3 separate regions of the Triticum aestivum genome follow, and all the other regions are linked to region 2. A link is a contact called in public Hi-C data. All regions are on one chromosome and are shown on one strand. The core of a region is the stretch at or near the end of the contact, and the rest is flanking DNA. Distances in the headings are between cores, read along the strand shown. Region 1 has its middle 88 kb from the start of LOC123102860. Region 2 holds the start of LOC123102859 (chaperone protein dnaJ A7A, chloroplastic). Region 3 holds the start of LOC123102860 (amino acid permease 3).

The links. A called contact is a pair of places that touch in the nucleus more often than the background predicts.
Region 1: a contact with region 2 is called in a Hi-C map of leaf, with 4 times the contacts expected there. The contact joins the enhancer-like site here to the promoter of LOC123102859 in region 2. A contact is called at or near these places in 4 of 5 Hi-C or Micro-C datasets (leaf and an unstated tissue) and 1 of 1 datasets of contacts at active chromatin or transcription factors (leaf).
Region 3: a contact with region 2 is called in a Hi-C map of leaf, with 2.6 times the contacts expected there. The contact joins the promoter of LOC123102860 here to the promoter of LOC123102859 in region 2. A contact is called at or near these places in 2 of 5 Hi-C or Micro-C datasets (both in leaf).

Annotation. Positions count from the first base shown.
Region 1 is chr5A:231,342,394-231,345,986 of IWGSC CS RefSeq v2.1, forward strand. No RefSeq gene overlaps it. Among protein-coding and RNA genes, the nearest start is that of LOC123102860, 88 kb to the left of the region's middle. Within about 2 kb of position 1,923, at least 6 of the 8 cell types and tissues checked have an H3K27ac peak or open chromatin away from gene starts, as enhancers often do. A contact at or near this core is called in leaf, where this site is marked.
Region 2 is chr5A:230,869,984-230,873,580 of IWGSC CS RefSeq v2.1, forward strand. It overlaps LOC123102859 (chaperone protein dnaJ A7A, chloroplastic), which reads left to right and starts at 2,179. Exons shown (of 7, transcript XM_044524318.1): 1 at 2,179-2,623; 2 at 2,926-3,037; 3 at 3,129-3,186. The coding sequence starts at 2,364.
Region 3 is chr5A:231,254,948-231,258,320 of IWGSC CS RefSeq v2.1, forward strand. It overlaps LOC123102860 (amino acid permease 3), which reads left to right and starts at 1,627. Exons shown (of 3, transcript XM_044524319.1): 1 at 1,627-2,432; 2 at 2,634-2,776; 3 at 2,877-3,373. The coding sequence starts at 1,772.

The sequences.
Region 1 (3,593 bases), core at 673-3,172, 470 kb after region 2:
CACTTTTTTGTGTTGTGCGAAACAACTAGTTGAGGTTGTCCAGCGGTGTGTGCATATTGTGTGATGTCGTCATGACAAAAATAAGCGTTCTTTAAATTAACTAGCCCTAACTTCTATCCTAGATTCGCCACTTAACTAGCCCTAACATCTATCCATCATGCCTGCTAGGTTTAGATGACAAACCTTGCCCCGCGGTGTAGGCGTCGCCGGCGTTCGACGACGGCAGCTGTCCCCGCCTTGAATCTACCAGCCGGCCACGTGCACGACGAGCCACCGGGCGGATGTTTGGTAGGATCCGCGACGGAGGGTGGGGAGACTGGTCCGGATGCGGCGTGGCACGTCGGGCCCTTCACGTCCGGGGGGTGGATGATGACGGTGAGATGCGGCGACGCACGCCGTTGGGACGGTGACGGTGGCGTCTGACGGGGTCGGACGGCAGCGATCCGCGGCGCCGGCGATCGGATGGGGCGGGCGAGTACTAGAGGTGGGCGGTGGAGTAGACGGGGTGCCTTCACGTCCGGGCGGTGGACGATGACGATGAGATGCTGCGATGCACGCCGTTGGGACGGCGACGGCGGCTTCGGACGGGCTCGGACGGCGGCGGCGGACGGGGTCCGAGGGCGGAGATCCGCGGCGGCGGCGATCGGATGGGGCGGCCGAGTAGACGGGGTCGCGGGCGAGTAGATGGGGTGGGCGGGTAGATCGTGCAGGCAGTTTTTTTTTTTGCATGCGCGCGGTCTACGTACGCCAGCTACAACCGCATAATACAAGATGGGCATACCCTTCTTTCGTATGACTATTCTGCCCTTCTACGTTTTGTTGGTGGGGGGTTTACCGAAGCAAGCCCCTTAGAATAATTGAAATCACCTTGCCTTTTACGTACATACTACTATCAACAGAAAATAAAACTCAAAAGCAGACAGATCACCTAGAGCAAAACCTTAAATCTCATGATTTTGGCGTCCACAAGCTGGATCCTCTCAGGCAGCCCGGGCCGCCTCGGGCGTGGCCGTGAAATCCTTCAGCGACTGTAGCGTACATAATTCAAACAAGGCCGGCCTGGGGCGTGGGCCGATGCTGGCTCCGCCATTGCGGATCCTCAAACGTCACGAGAAACACTAGACTAATCAAGACAGCAATTCAGACACTGCATCTAGGAACTATTACCAGCATAACCTTCCATATATTACAGACGAGACCATCAAGCTAGGCAAACCAAAATAGCCAGCGAAGGGAGAGAACATCACCGTCTTCATTGCTTGATCATGTTCATCCCCCTCCAGGAGCCATGCACCGCGCCGAACACTTGATTTGCTATCCGTTCGGAAATGAGAAGGGCTCCCCCAAATCACCGCACCATTGGATTTTGACCAAAGGGCTTAGATTGCGTCGCTCCAATACTACGCTCTAATCCTACGCGCTCCAAGCGATCATTTCCGGAAAAATGTAAGATAAAATTCATGTTAGAGACATGTTCACACGCGAAAGTGGTGGTGTACGTGTGTCGTCGCAGTCATGCGCTGGCCTAACGTTAGGTTTCATTGCTTCCTTCGTTCGCTCGAAATGATAGAATCCTATCTAACCAGCTAGCCAGCTAATGAGCTTTGGCAACATGATTAGCATGTAAAGTAAGCACACATTTGTCAGCCTCTCGTCTCATGTGAGACAGTGAGAGGAGCCGTGTGGGTGTGGCTCATGGAGATAACGTCCGGACGCCCCCATGCCGCTCACCTTTTTGGGAGAATCTTCTCAAAGTCTGGACCGGCCGAGATACGGACGGGACGTCTCACCGACGACGACGACCGCTGTGGGTGCTGGCTGGCCACGCTGCTCCCCTGGCCCATACGATGAGAGGAGCTGCGAGCGCACGGCGACCTGCGAGTCAAACACTGGACTACGGTGGTAAGAGAAGTCCACGCATGCATCGGCGGTTGGGCCCACACGATAAACGATCCTCACGGTGGCGGGTCGCCACGACTAGCTTCGTACGCTACAACCGTGGATCAGTGAATGAATGCTGCGATTCTCCGGCCGCTAGGGACCAAATATATGCTCGTCTCGTGGATGTGCAAGTGGCGGAAGAAACGGAGAAGCCGGGTCGTGTAAGCTACCGTAGCCATGTTCTTTCTTCTGGCGTCTTGTTAGCTCTCCGCTGAGGTGAGGTCCCAGCCTACATTTGTTCCTCCCAAGCAAAAAACTGTACGCACTCCAACCACCGTTTCTACGTGTCCTTGTCGACGTGAGAAAACCCTACTACTCTACTAGCTTCTTCATGTATATATGCTTAACTTAATTCTTTTTCAAAGATGGATGGTGAAAGGGAACAATTAATACACCCTTGCTAAAAGATAGCATAAGAAGTTCGGTTTGTGGACTTCGTTCACTCCCAGCACACAACAATACAAGTACGGTATCTCGAGACAATGAAAGGATAATTTTTTGAGGCCTCAACATGGAAATGATGTAGTACACGGCAAAAAAAAAAACTTAACTGAGCGATGCATGAAGACTTGGTGTTCATATTGGCTTACGGAAAGGCAAAACAGGCCCGACAGTCGCAGTACGTGTCCTGCATGGGCGGGAAATCCGCTACCCATTATGCTAGCAGAGCATGCATCTGCCTCATCAACCTGGATCACACCAGGTAAAACGCAACCCCCCTCTCTAGACGACAAAACTTCACAATAGGAACGATGCGTGTTTGCTTTCATTTCAACCAAGGGCAGATGTAGGGTTATCAACCATGACCATGAGAATATTATCAGTGCTTCAAACACACCATTTTCAAGAGGGAGGCGCCGTTAGTGCATCGTTGTTGCATGATCCATCCCAAGTGTAAGGTTATCACCTAGAAAGTCCCTATGTTTGATCACCGTTTACACTAGTATGCCGAGTGCAACAACCCTAGCTGAATCTTCAATTTCGACATTTCAGACCCTCGTGAGCAGGGGGGAGACAATACCCAGGAAAACCTTGGCTGAGACCCCAACTTCGTTAATGTATGGTCCTGTTATTTCATAAATCATGCATCAGTCAGTAAGTACCAAATGTAATTAATGGAACAAAGCGTGTGAAAAGCCAACAGAGAGCAAAACAGAGGAAAATTGGTGCCTGACGCTTAGCAATAAACCAGTGGCATACGTGCCAAATTACCAATTGGATTGTCCATTGGCATTGACTAATCATCGTGTCGCTATCAAAACCACAACAAATATGTACACCAGGCGGGCAAGAGGACAGACACGTGAAGTCGACTAAACCGTGTTTGCCGGACTTACATCATGTCTAAAGATCTACCCCCACGCTTTTAAAAAATCACTTCAAACCAAATTACCTCCCTGATTTCAAGTGACCCAGTTTGACCATGCAAAAGGTAACCAATAATTGATGCATAGGGATATTAGACTCTGGTGCCTGTCATTCCAATATACTGCGTCCATACCACATCAAAGCTATCGTTTTCAATCCCAAGTTCAAAGCACCTTATACAAAATACCTAATTTAGTAGCTACGCAATATAAAACTTCATCAACTGAAAAGCACCATATGCTATAGCTATAGCTTGACCTGTGAAGAAGAAAGTGTGCAAATTA
Region 2 (3,597 bases), core at 929-3,428:
TCACCAAATTTGAAGTCCGATGCAAAAGTTATATGCGTTTTAAATCAAGTATGTCTGTACAGTTAGAATCTAAGTCCACAATATGGAAACTTGGTCTCTAACTTCTCATGGGCAAAAAGTGATGTGGAAAACTTCTTGAACACCACCTAATCATTTTTTCCTTTATCTTCACACGTGGTTTGTATAAATGTCTGATAATTCTGCAAAAGGCATAAAATAAAAAAATATAAAGTATTTTTTTGAATAACATAAATAAATTATTACATAATTCTCATCAGCAGTTATGGTTATTTAGATGGATTGATAGGATAGATTTTGCATCACCGCATCCGATCTTGCACATCCAGATTTTGCTCAGATTCTGCATTGCTATGATCATAGCATTTTGTATGATTAGAGTAACTCTAACACGCTGACCCAAAGGGAGGACGATTTTGTTCCTTTTTGTTCGGTTGGGTCGGCCCGGCAAACACTCACGTCTGATTTTGCGTTTAGGTCGGCGCATATGCCCAACACTGGCCTGGCCATTTTTACGACGCGTGGAAAAAAATAGAACACAAATATTTTAAAAATAAAAAACATTAATTAAGCATTAATGTCAACCACAGAGGCCGGCGAAAGTCCACGCGTCCACATTTACATTAATTAAATATTAATAAAACTAAACTATGAGGCGACGCGTGGCCCTAGAAGTACTCATCGTCATCGTTAAGGCCGATGAGGTCGATCAGCGTCGGCGCAGGGCCGACCCAGGGGAACGCCGTGTTCCAGGCGGTGGCGATGTCATCCACCGCGGGCTGTGCCGCCGCCGGCTGGGCACGACACACCTCCTCCTCGGCCTCGCGGCGCTCCTCCTCGGCATCGCGCTCCACCTGCTCAAGGTACTCGCCCTCGCGACACTCCTCAGCCAGCCTTCGCTGGCGCCATTGCTCGAGATAGGTGCGCTCCTGCGCCTCCGTCGCCCCCATCCAGATCGCCGGCGCGCTGACCCACTCGTGCACCACTCCGGTCCAGGAGTATTGCTCGATGGGGGTCGGCTCCAGCTCGGCCTTGGCTGGAAACGACGGGGCCAGCGGCGGCACTACACAGTCGCCGGCTGCAGACAGCGCCATGGCCTTCGTCATGCGCGCCTCGTACGCCGCCTCATCCTCCTCCCTGTGTCGCTCCTCCTCCTCGCTCCCCTGGAGGACAGCCACCAGGGCTGCCTGGTCCTTGCCACGAACGACGAGGGGCGGCGGTGAGAGCCATGCGAGACGTCGCAGACGTCGCGCCGCCTGGCCTTCTCGTGCTCGAAGGCGAACCAACGCCCCAATAGGGCGAGTCGACGTCGTAGGCGCCGTCGCGGCGCTGCTCCGGCGTCATTAGCGCCCGCCGGCGTCGCACCTCCTTCGCGTGCGCCCTCGCCGACCGTGGCGCCGCCGGCACTAGGATCTTCTCCGGATCCAAGTGTCAGTTGTGTGGTAGGGTGACATCGGGGTAGGGGAGAAGGACATGGTTCTCCTAGTGCCACTTCGCCTGGTGCACTGGGACGTTCACGCGCTGCCTCGGCCGGCGGGAGGACGTCGACGGAGGCGGGGGGAGAGGGGTGTCGGGGGCCTTGCCCTTGCCTTTGTCGGAGAAGAAAGCCCATCCTTGCGATGGCTAGGGTTGCCGCCGACGGGGGAGCAGAGGGTGGCGAGATGGGGACGAGGAGCTTTTGGAAGCAGATAAGGACGCACTCCCCCCGCACGCTCGGATTAAAAAAGGCCGATCACCGTCGTTGACGCGTGTGGGCCCGAGGTGGGCGGTCGTCATAAATTAAGCTGACCGCGGTAGTTGGACGGTCGCCAGATGAGGACGCGACGGACATCGAGAAACCGCGCGAAGCGTCCGCTTCGCGTCCGCGCCGACGCATTTTTACCGCAAATTTGGGTCGTAAATGGGTCGACGCGGACACGAAGCAGACACATTTTGTAAATAAGGCGGCGCATTGGGTCTTCACTTTTGTTTGTGTCGACCCAAATGAACGGCGTGGATGAAATGGGCACCTGCGTCGGAGTTGCTCTTACATTGTCAATGTGTATTTGTCCATGGTTCGCTAGTCGCTGCACGCGCACACGAGAGGAGAGGGGGAGAGCGCGCGAGAGAGATCGAGACAGAGCGCGAGCTGGACGGAAGCACAGCAGGCAGGGCAGAAGAGAACCGTCGGATGGGAGGTTGATGCACGGCAACGCGCGTGTCCGTAAGAAAACAGCGAGACAGAGATAAGGTTTGGGCCAGCCCACCCAGCTACAATCTCCCTCGCTCGCTGCCCCCCACCAAGCTCACAGCTCGCCTCTCCTCCCTGCCCTACCTCGCCGGCGTCGCCACCCCCCGCCGCCCCCATGCTCCACCCAGTGCACCGCCTCCCTGCCACCCCTTCCCGCCCGGCCGTCCACCCACACGTCTCCCCCGCGCCGCCCTCCCTTCGTCTCCGGCGAGTGGCCGGGACGAGGCCGACGACGCTTGTGGTATGCTGCTCCGGTTTCGTGGGTTCGCTGCCTGTAGCGAATCAGGGGAGCGAATTCGAACCTCGATCCAGATCGATCTATGGGGGTCGGGGTTCCGTGGCCATCGATCCGAGATTCATGGCATCGAAAAATAGGTACGTTCGTGCGCGATTATAGTTCCATAGCTTGTAGTGCTAGGGACTTCCATGATGAAACATGTGGTCAATCTGTACCATTGTCGTACTTGCAGTTTGTGTTCTAACCTCCCAATTGTTATCACTTCCTGTCATCAACTCATTTTTTTATCAAAGATTAGCAGTAGCCAGGTAGTTGCAATTTCGGTTTGTCAGCTGAACAATTAAAGATGTGCTAGTAACGTTTAACCGACACGTACGATAGGATACACATGGTTGGCTCGGCAAACTAAATTAATTTTACTATTTGTGTGTTCGTGCAGTACCAGAGGCAGAGGTAAACACCTAGCATCACCTAGTGCTAGCTTAAATCATGCACCATCACCAAGATTTCGCCATCGGAGGGGTTCACGGTTTATCGTTCGAGCTGAATCAGTGAGCTATTTCTTTTCATTCTGCATCGCTGGTGTTATTGTCTGTAAGTACTTGATGTCCTGATGGATTTTGATAAACTTGCAATTGACAGGATTTCTATTCCGTACTTGGTGTGTCGAGAAATGCTAGTAAATCTGAAATCAAGAGTGGTGAGTGCCCTTTATTTAGCAGCTCATGCTCTGAATTTATTGACTTGATGCTATTTACTCCCTCTGTCCCATAATATAAGATGTTATTACATCCAATATACTCACATATTAGATGTAATAACATCTTATATTATGAGACTGAGGGAGTAGTTTTTTTTTACGTATTATGTAGTTTGTTACCAGGTTTTGTTTCCATCCAGTTTAAACCTTCTTAGTCATCCTGTTGTTTGTCATATAAATTCTTGGGAAAATGATTAGAATCAACCGGTTGATTTCTATGCACTCGTCAACCGCGTCCATCACCTGCCACATGCCCATGTGGATGTGGCCCAGCACGTCAAAGAGATGTCGCGAGCCATCCATACCTATCTTCTTGTATACTTCTTGCGTCTCTCTCCTCCCTCTTGGCTC
Region 3 (3,373 bases), core at 377-2,876, 380 kb after region 2:
ACAATCACACATCACTTGGCGGATGAACTACCACTCGGACGTACAGGACAAGAGGTGTCGTGGGAGCTGCAACGGCCGAGGAATCCTAAGTCATCCACTAAATAGAGTTCTAGCTACCGTTACCTGTAACTGCTGTAGTAGAGGCTCCTTACACTAGTAATTGTCTCATTCAATGGCATTAATTGCCTCGGCGGCGTGGGAGACATGGGGCTGCTGCGCACTCTATATAAGCCGCACCCCTCTCCATAGCCAGGCACGTTCAATCTCTGTAATCATATCTATCAAATCAAAGCAAGCCTCAGGGCATGAGACGTACGGCTCTTACCTCGACCGAGTGACGGGCCTGAACTCGTTAAACACCAAGTGTTACACCTGCGCCATAGCTAGTCTCTGCCCCTTATTCGTACCCCTAGTACTCATTGTCAGGATCATAACCCCGACACGTACCTTGTAATTTAGTTGGCATGCGTGAGCTCTAGTAATTGGTCCAGTATATGTAGCAGCAGGGGGTGTAGGTGTAAGTGTAGTACTGATGTCCTCATCAATTGCCGTCAAAATTATCTATATCCAAAACCAAGGGGTGATGGTCGAGAGTACGTGTTCTTCGTTAATAGCAGCTATAAGAGGGAATTTATGTACCCACTCTACATTACAGACTGCATGATCAAGACGTTTCCTAATCTCACATTTTCTCCAAGACCAAACCAGATTGAATCTCTGCACCATCTACAGGCTCTGTTTTGCAGCGCTCGAGGTTGACTTGCTGGAAACTATTGATTCGGCAGTTTCTAGCGGGACTGGCTTTAAATTCCATTTGATGCAGGTCAAATAGGGAATGAACAATCAAACAGTCCAATTTCTTTGTGTGTAGGTCTGGTTGGGCTTCCAAAAACGTCCAGTCGAAACATGGCTTTTAAATTAAATTAAGTTTAGAAATAGTAGATGATACGAGCAACCAAATACGGCCGATGTGAGCGGCGGATGTTTGGGGCAGTGCCAACGCCGCGTGAAGACACGGTTCACCGCTGACTGACACGGACATGTTTGACCTCGGAGCATGCATGCGCGCTTCGACCTTGAGCGTGTGCCGCGTCCCATCTGCCAGCTAGGCTCCACCACGTCATGTTTCAGCCCACGTCGCTAGCGCGGCGAGCCGTGGAGAATCCGCGTGCCTGTGCGCGATGTGATCGAATCTTGGCGCACGAGATTCTTACCAAATTTGATTGGCAATAATGAAGACGTGACGAGATAAATGATTGGGTCTTTATCAGTACAGTACCAGAGTATGCGTACCGTAAGTACATGATGCGTTAAACCTAAGCTCTTGACCGCAGATTCGACGTCTAACAACCGTACAGGTTCAAAGGAAGGAACTATTAGTCTATGAGCAATCAACAAGGTGTTCCATGCGGTAGAAAGAAATCGAAATCGGCTTCCATGACGGTCATCTAAAGTACACCAGCACAGCTTGGCAACTATGTTATGTTTTGCCGTCATTTCGATGCCAGCGTGTCAACAAAAACTCAAAACAGTCGCACTGCAAAAGCAAGGAGGCTAGGATTCTCAACAGTGTTCACACGGAGCGCCAAAGCCAAAGCCTCTATATATACACCTCCCCTCCTCCCTCCCATTTCCCCACACAGGCACACGCCTCCACCCTCGCCAAGAACACACCACTCTCCAAGTCGTCAACTACCTGCTTGCGCTGAGCTTCTCTCTACGAGAAAGTCAAGCTAGCCGAGGATTGTCGAGTAGCAGCACAATTTAAGTGATGGCGGTAGGCAACGGCGGCGCCAAGAAAGTGGTGGCGCCCATGGAGGTGTCCGTGGAGGCCGGGAACGCCGGGGACGCGGCGTGGATGGACGACGACGGCCGGCCCCGCCGCTCCGGCACGTTCTGGACGGCGAGTGCGCACATCATCACCGCCGTCATCGGCTCCGGCGTGCTCTCGCTGGCCTGGGCCATCGCGCAGCTCGGTTGGGTAGCTGGCCCCGCTGTCATGCTCCTCTTCGCCGCCGTCATCTACTACACCTCCACCCTGCTCGCCGAGTGCTACCGCACGGGTGACCCGGCCACCGGGAAGCGCAACTACACCTACATGGACGCCGTCCGCTCCAACCTCGGCGGTCCCAAGGTCATCTTCTGCGGTGTCATCCAGTACGCCAATCTCGTCGGCGTCGCCATCGGCTACACCATCGCGTCCTCCATCAGCATGCGGGCCATTAGGAGGGCCGACTGTTTCCACGCCAACGGACACGCCGACCCGTGCAAGAGCTCCAGCAACCCATACATGATCCTCTTCGGCCTCGTGCAGATCGTGTTCTCGCAGATCCCCGACTTCGATCAGATATGGTGGCTGTCCATCGTCGCCGCAGTCATGTCCTTCACCTACTCCGGCATTGGACTCTCCCTCGGCATCACCCAGACCATATGTATGTCGTCGGAACTCCAAACATACTACTCCCTCCGTTCGTTATTATAAGACGTTTTGGACAGCTAGCTTTGAACTGTTTTAGGTACCGTCTGAATTGTCTAAAATCGTCTTATAAAAGTGGGTAGAAAAAGTACCTTTTTTGCCCTCTTATTAGTATATAAAAAGCTATCCTACAGTACTTAAGACGATGAAATTGCAGCCAATGGTGGAATCAAGGGCAGCCTCACCGGCATCAGCATCGGCGTCGGTATCACGGCCACGCAGAAGGTGTGGCGCAGCCTGCAGGCATTTGGCGACATCGCCTTCGCCTACTCCTTCTCCAACATCCTCATAGAAATCCAGGTACGTAAAAGCCATGACCGAGCTGTCCTCTGCTCAGCGAGTGTAATTCCTAGTTTGCTCTGTATTTGTTATCGTTGGCTGACATAGGGGTGTTTGTCAGGACACGATCAGGGCGCCGCCGCCGTCTGAGGCGAAGGTGATGAAGCAGGCGACGCGGCTGAGTGTGGCGACGACGACGGTGTTCTACATGCTGTGCGGGTGCATGGGGTACGCGGCGTTCGGCGACGCAGCCCCCGACAACCTCCTCACCGGGTTCGGATTCTACGAGCCCTTCTGGCTGCTGGACATCGCCAACGTGGCCATCGTCGTGCACCTCGTCGGCGCCTACCAGGTCTTCTGCCAGCCCATCTTCGCCTTCGTCGAGCGCTGGGCCGCGTCCACATGGCCAGACAGCGCCTTCATCTCCCGCGAGTTCCGGGTGGGGCCATTCGCGCTCAGCGTGTTCCGGCTGACGTGGCGGTCGGCCTTCGTCTGCCTCACCACCGTCTTCGCCATGCTGCTCCCGTTCTTCGGCAACGTGGTGGGACTCCTCGGCGCCGTCTCCTTCTGGCCGCTCACCGTCTACTTCCCCGTCGAGATGTACATCAGGCAGCGCGG